Regions from separate parts of the Sus scrofa genome. Here region 2 is linked to region 1. A link is a contact called in public Hi-C data. All regions are on one chromosome and are shown on one strand. Each heading gives the region's core, a stretch centred on a gene start, on an enhancer-like site or on the middle of the called end of the contact. The rest is flanking DNA. Distances are from core to core; before and after follow the strand shown.

The links. A called contact is a pair of places that touch in the nucleus more often than the background predicts.
Region 2: a contact with region 1 is called in a Hi-C map of skeletal muscle, with 5 times the contacts expected there. The contact joins the promoter of ANKRD12 here to the promoter of VAPA in region 1. A contact is called at or near these places in 2 of 5 promoter capture datasets (fetal liver and liver), 3 of 47 Hi-C or Micro-C datasets (heart right ventricle, liver and skeletal muscle) and 1 of 2 datasets of contacts at active chromatin or transcription factors (skeletal muscle).

What each region holds. Positions count from the first base shown.
Region 1 is chr6:98,252,228-98,255,804 of Sscrofa11.1, forward strand. It overlaps VAPA (vesicle-associated membrane protein-associated protein A), which reads right to left and starts at 2,045. Exons shown (of 7, transcript XM_021096053.1): 1 at 1,726-2,045. The coding sequence starts at 1,804.
Region 2 is chr6:98,813,109-98,816,685 of Sscrofa11.1, forward strand. It overlaps ANKRD12 (ankyrin repeat domain-containing protein 12), which reads right to left and starts at 1,619. Exons shown (of 12, transcript XM_021096065.1): 1 at 1,287-1,619.

The DNA of each region.
Region 1 (3,577 bases), core at 795-3,294:
CTCCTCACTTAATGTTGAACTGCTCATTAGAAAGTCAAAGCAAATTATTTACCTTTGACTAAGACAACTTTTAAGAAGCAATCAAATGACACCAAATGTCACTTCCTAATTCATCCTACCCCTCCTCTTTCCCAGGCCTCCCCATTACCCACCTTAAACTGCACACAGCAAACCACTAGGTATTTAAGTATAAGTCAACCTTCTCTCACATCCCTGGAAGAGCAAATCATTCCCTTCCCCAGCCCTCCCCCTCCTCTTCCCCATTTGAAAACAAGCTTCCTAAGCAAGGGCAGGGGAGGAGGAGGAAGGGACTTCTTTCCTCATGCTTGCTCTGCATCTATTACAGCATCTATACGCCTTCCTGTCTCCTTCTAAGATAAAACATAACACATTTTACTGTTGTTGACTGTGCGTTTTCCCCATCAAACTACAAACTATGGATCTTTTCTCCACCTTGCTTAGCTGATACCTCTGGAATAAATTACTCCTTGTTGAGTATCTTAAACATAGACATGTCACCAAGCTTTTAATAGTGTTTACTAAACAACGTGTCCCTATAAATTCCTCAATGAAAAACTTTTTTAAAAAGTCAATTGATGTCCAAACTTTAAAAGGCCTTGTGAATTACTTTCATCCATAACACAAGAACAACCTGTTCTATATCATAGCCAATAATTCTTCAATATCTTAACTAGGTTAAATATATTTTACGTCACTGTGTAGAGTCTACGATTGTTTTTTTAACTTACTTCTCTGTTACTAATAGTCTCTTACTATGAAAACATTACAACTGTGAAAGTGTCAAACTCTAGGAATATTTCCTGAACTAAAACTCATGTTAAAGGCGTCTAAGCTCCTAGCGGCAATACACACAGGTTATCCAGGAGAAGAAACTTCCTCTGTAAACTCCGCCTGCCAAAAAATCAAAGCAAAATACTTAAATTCTCGAAAGAACACATACCACACACTAAACTCCTCCATCCTAAGTTAACAGTTATTTGAGTTGGGTCATTTCATGATTCCCCAAAGGTGTGTTTTCTTTATCAGCGAAAACCATGTAAAATCAGGCTGCACACACAAACTTGCCACAATAAAATGTACTTTATTCCTCTCAAAATACTTCGTGGGGTTGTCTTAAGATCAATTCCTTACCTAACAAGCAGCTCCCTGACATTTCCATTCAAAGAAATTTGAAGACACTGAAGAGCTTGCAAAATAAGGCAGTTACACAACACGGCTGTCAAAACCCCAGAACGCAACACTTTAGAATTCCTGACTACCCCAAACGTCTCCCAAGGAAAACCACCTAATGGCTGTTCTCCAGGACGCAACCCTGCAGGGCAGTAAGGCTGCTCTTTCAAGCCCTGGAACGGCCACACCTGCATGATCCCTGCGCTAGTCCTCGGTGCGGGAACTCAAGTCCCAGATACACTGTCCCGCAGGCGGGGTTCGCTTCCCGGGGGAACCGCTCAGAGCCGCCCCCTCCAGCCCGCCCGCGCCCCGCCCCGCCCCGCCGCGCCCCGCCCCGCCCCGCCCGACCCAGCTCGGCCGGGCCCAGCGCCACCGCCGCACCGAGGCGCCCGCGGGCCGCAAGATGGCGGCGGCCTCGCCGGGCGGGGGGCGGGGGCGCGCGCACCCGCGCGGGAGGGGCCGTGGCGGCGGGGGAGGGGGAAGGGGCCCCGGGCGCGGCCGCCACCCTGCCCGCCCGCCTGCCCGCCAGCCCACCTTTGAATTTGAGGTCTGTGGGCGGGTCGAGGACCAGGATCTGCTCGTGCTTCGCCATGGCCCCGGAGGCGGACGCCATCGGAGAGACAGCGGAGAGCGGGGGCGCGCCCGCGGCGGCCGGTCGGTGGCTGCGGGCGGGGGGCGGCGGCGCGGCTCGGCCCGGGTCGACGCGGGGCCAGCGCTCGGCTCCCGAACCCGACGCCCACCGCTGTGTCGCCGGCTCGGAGGGCCGCCCGCCGGTCCGCAGCTCCGGGTCTCACAACTGACTCAACCCCACACCAGCCGCCGCGGCCGCGCGCACTGCGATCCTCGGCGCCCCACGTGACGCTCCTGCGTGCTTACGTGCGCGCCCCTGCGGCCGGGAACGTCTCGCGCAGGGCCTGCCCTCCACGCCGGCTTGGCGCGCCGCGGACTGCTGCGCTTGCGCGCCACTGGCCGGGCCAAGCTGGACGCCCGGCCCGGCTGTCAAGGGAGCGGGTGTGGACCTGGGCGGAGCTCGGCTCCAGGGCACCGATGCGGCGCGCACCGCAGGGCAGCAGAGCGCAATCCTCGGTCACGTTTAACTGCGATTACGACAGCGAGGAACCTGCTACTGCAGTGCATCACTACCTACCAAGTTGGAATGCCTAACAGCAGAAGGCGCAGCAAGGCTCGTTGACTACAACTCCCAGCACGCTCCGCGCGGGGCAAGTCTCCGCGCGGCCTGGTCCCCCTGCGGCGCTGTACAGTGCTTGCCGGGAATTGTAGTAGCTGCTGTGGGTGGCGGGAAGGAGAGGGGTCCTTTAAAGGCAAAGGGGATGGGGTGCGCTAAGACTCACTTTGGTTCTCGGAGAGCGTCTCCATCTGCGCTAAAAAAAGAGAAGTAAGAACTTTTGGAGCTCGACCCAAGGTTCACCTGGTTAGAAATATAAACTATGCCTTATGAAAAACATGTGGGGATCTATCATTTTGCTAATTCTCTTCATCCCTTCCTCGGTAGCCAGAATTCCCAGTCGTTTTCCAGTCCGAACTCTCCTGCCTCCTCAATTCTCTCCAGTGATGCGAAAGCCGAGGAAGAAACACACCTCCTTTAAAAAGCAGACGCGTCGTTGTGGATCTGACGAGGCACACGTATCAAACTGGAAATAAAAGTCAAAATCTGCAGCGTTCGTTGCTGTAGTTCTGTTCTTCAGTTTTGACTGGTAATGATAAGCCCAAACCAAAACAGTGGTCACGTTCACAGGTTGGAAACGAATTCTGTCTGCATCATTACGGAAGACTGGTAAACCGAACCAAAGGGGGAAAAAACCCACAGCCAAGTTGCTGACCCATCTTTAACCGATTGCCAGCGTAATCATGGGCAGGAACATGAAATGTGCCATAAGTAAATCGTTATGCTACTGCGAATTTAAATCCCTAGGAAGCACCACAGAACAAAGGACAAATTGATGCTGCCATGAAGGAGCAGCCCAGTCTGTCTAGAAAGCAAATGAGGCAAATGGGACGATGGCCTAGGCTAGGCACAGTGTTAATGTTTTCACTGCGGTCCAGGTATCAGCGCCCCTCTAGGAAGAGCTTTGCAGAACAGCTAACCTAGCATCACACTAGCCTCTGTTACAGGAGGGTAATGCATCTCCGAAACTTTGGAGGATAGAAGCACTGAAATATTCAAAAATCATGTGTAAATTTACATCTCCTTTGGTTACCTTTTATCCACAAAGTTACTTTGAAATTTCAATTATAAAGAATACAAAAATTACCCGTTTATCAAAGGAGGGCTTAAGGTTAAAAAAACAAACAACAAAAAGAGACATTGAAATTGACAGTAGCTCCACAAGATATTGTCCCTCATATGTTTAGTTTCGAGGTGTAT
Region 2 (3,577 bases), core at 369-2,868, 560 kb after region 1:
TTTTTCTCATCTAAGTATTTTTTCCTCTTTACTCCTCCTCAGTCTTCATGGAATACACACCCAGAGATTTCCACTCTCCCAGCTCTGCTTTTTCATAAAACCATCCTAACAACAACTATGGAAACCATAAAGATTAAGAACATTACAGGCATCCTGCTTTTCTACTCTTTTCCTTCCACGAATATTCCTTAACATTTTTTACTTCACTTTAACACTCTTCCTATCTCTAAAACAGAACACACACCCTGAATAGTTAAGCTTGACCTTACTTAGTCAACCGTCTGCGGACCTTTAGAAATTGAGTCAGTGCTTGTGTCAACTATAAATGATCTTTAAGTAGTAAAACCGTCCCCTCTTGCCTACGGAACATTTTTACATGTATTTGCGTTTAGCCCAAATTAAAGACTTTTCCCAACAAGACTAGTTAATACAACGACTTGATCTTACACAGTCGACACTATCTCATTTTGTTTTTTAAGCCACTTGGCATCAATGTAGCGTATGTTCTGCCAGTTCTGAGCTAATCTCCAGGAAACCCTTTGTATAACGACTGAAGAAACTGAAACAGATCAGAGCTCAAGATTTTTAAGGGCCTAAAGAAGCATATGTTTTTAATCAGCAGTCAATTTATGTTAAAGTAGTTATTTTACCAGTTCGCCTTCTTTTATAATTTACATAAACCGTCTTAAAATAACACTGGTCCACTTCTACTTGAAGATTAGAGGCGGTTCCAAGGCGTTCCAGATGCCTGGACCCCAACCCATTTCCCCGCGTTGGCAAGGTAGGCGCGGGAGTCTAGTGGAAACCGATCTTGATGGGTACGCTGCTAGAAAGGTTTCCTACGGTTTCGACCGGTGCGAGTGTCAACTTCCCGTGCTAAACTGTCCCTCCCTGTTATTATTAAAACAGCTGTCAGCCAGGCTTCGGCGGCCTCTTTGTACCAGCGTTTACTCAACGCTTGGGGATCCTGGAGCAGGCGTCGCACCGAGTTAGCCCAGCCGAGCTCCAGAAGCCCCGGCCCCGCGCGCCCGCCAAGCCGCGCCCGGACACGACCCCGCCGCGCACCCGGCGGCAGGGCCCCGGCCGGCGCGCCCCCCGCCCCGCCCAGCCCCGCCCCCTCCCGCCGCGCACCCTCGCACGCACACGCTCCGCGGCCCCGCCATGTTCCGGGAGCGGCGCGGCGTCCGTCCGCCCGGGCCCCCGCCCCCCCGCCCGAGCAGCTCCCGCCTGCAGCGACTACGGCCCCCGTCCCGCTAGCGTGGGCGGGGCGGCGGGCACGTACCTACCTCGCTCTGCCGAGGGGACGGGAGCGGGCGCGACTGGGGGGCTCCTCCCGGGCGCCGGGGCCGGGGCTCGAAACCGCGCCCCTCCTTCCTCCTCGCCTGTCGCCACGCCCCCCTCGCCCTCACGGACCCAAGGCACGGCCGGCGCAGGAGGGTTTACCCCCTGTACGAGGGCCTCGGCGCGGCCGTCTCTGTCGTGGTCTTCGCTGTCGCCGTAACCGCCACGAACGCCGCCGAGGCCGGGCTCGAAAACATCTCCGGTCTCCGCCGTCCCTCACCACAGCCTGCTCGCTCCCCGCACAGCGCCGCCCGGCGATTGGCCGCGGCACGGGCACGTGACACGGCGGGCACGGGATGGGCGGCGTGACCGCCCCGCCCCCGCCCACCGCCCCTTCCGCTCGCCACCCCCCTCCCCGGGCCCGCCGCTGTGGCGGCGCCGCGAGAAGCTTCCCGAGCCGGGGGCGGGGAGCGGGGCGTACCAAATGGACGCGGGGGTGCGGGCCGGAACCCCGCGCGCCGCTGTCTTCTGCCCCAGAAGGGAGGGACCCCTGCGGGGAGCGGCGCGGGCGGAGGTCGCGCCCAGCGGCGATCATGGCCGTGGCTGTGACTGGCCACTTCTGGAAATGGCGGCGGAGGCAGCGGCGAGGAAGAAGAGGCTCTGTCCACAGAGGGTATTCACACGTTATTTTTGCGGGGCGGGAAGCCGAGTTAGCGAGCAGCGGGCCGGCTGGAGGCGGAGGCGGGTGTCCGGCCAGGCGGGCGTAGTGCGCCTGCGCGCCAGCCGGCCGCACCTGTGGGAGCAGGGACCCCTCGGGCCCCAGCCGCACCCCTCACCTGCTCCAAGCGGGGCCCTGGGCGCGCGTCCTGCAAGCGCGGCAGCGTGCATCTCCTGTGGGGATGGCATAGGCTTTGCAGTACGCCCCTCCCCATCGACACTTTCGGATGACCTTATCAGACGAGTTTAAGTGCATTTATCCTTTCCGAGAGGCCACCCACGGGAACTGCCCGGCTGTAGAAGAGCGCGTGGGGAGAACTCGCCGCCTCGGCACCCTGACTTCCTCGGGAGGTCAACCCGCGACAATTTGTACATGCCCTTATTTAACCACCAAAGGGATTACATAATCGGAGGGAAACCATTTCAGTCTGAGTTTCTTCAGGACGTTTTTTATTTACATCGAGGTTAATCCGCGAGAATTTGCGCATGCCTTTAACGACCAAAAGGGTTGTGTAATTGGAGGGAAACCATCTTCTCCCTATGGTTGTGGCCTTTAAAACTACAGCTGCCTTTGTGACTTAATGAGTGCATTTACAAATTTATGTCATTAAGTCAGCATATGATGTATTTCATACTTGACAGGAGGAAGCTGAATCCAAACATATAACTATATAAAGCACAAACTTGCATTAAAGATCATTATTTTTTCCTTTCCTAGGTTCCTCATTTCTCCCACATTCAGGTTCAGTATGACTAGTAAGAGAGCACCTTGTGGCTAGAAGTGGAACACTGTTACATTTAATTTGGATATTTATGGCTTGAAATACAAAGGAAAGAAACATACAAGTAACCAACTCTTTTCTGACTTCTCTTCAAATCGTTGATTCCTTGTCATAGGAAGTAGGTGGCTGTAACATTCGCTATTTCTACAGAGGTAAACGAGTTTCAGTTCAAAACTGAAAGGTAGCTAATCTTGAATTTGCTGAAATTAACCATAATTTAAGGCAAGTATACACACAACCTTATTACATAAAAAATCACTGAACACATGAAAAACTCAAAAGACAATCGTAATCCAAGGCACTGTGTTGACTACTTGAAGAGAGCACTATCTGTATATTAAAAAAAATTCATGTAAAATTAAGTTGGAAACAATTTTTTCTGTTTACAGTCACGCTTTTGGCATATGGAAGTTCCTCTGTTAAGGGTCGAATTGTAGCTTCAGCTGGAACCCACGCCACAGCCACTGCAACAAGGATGTAAGCAGCATTGTAGCTTACCTCAATGACCTATCTTAACCCACTGAGGCAAGGGATTGAAACTGCATCCTTACAGAGATAAGGTCGGGTCCTTAATGAGCTGAGCCCACAATGGGAACTCCAAAAAATTTTATTTATTTGTCTTTTTAGAGCCACATTCGCTGCATATGGAGCTTCCCAAGCTAGGGGTTGAATCAGAGCTGTAGCCACTGGCTGACGCCACAGCCCCAGCAATGCCAGATCCTAGCCAAGTCTTTGACCTACACCACAGCTCATGACAATGCCAGATCCTTAACCCACTGAGCAAGGGCAAGGATTGA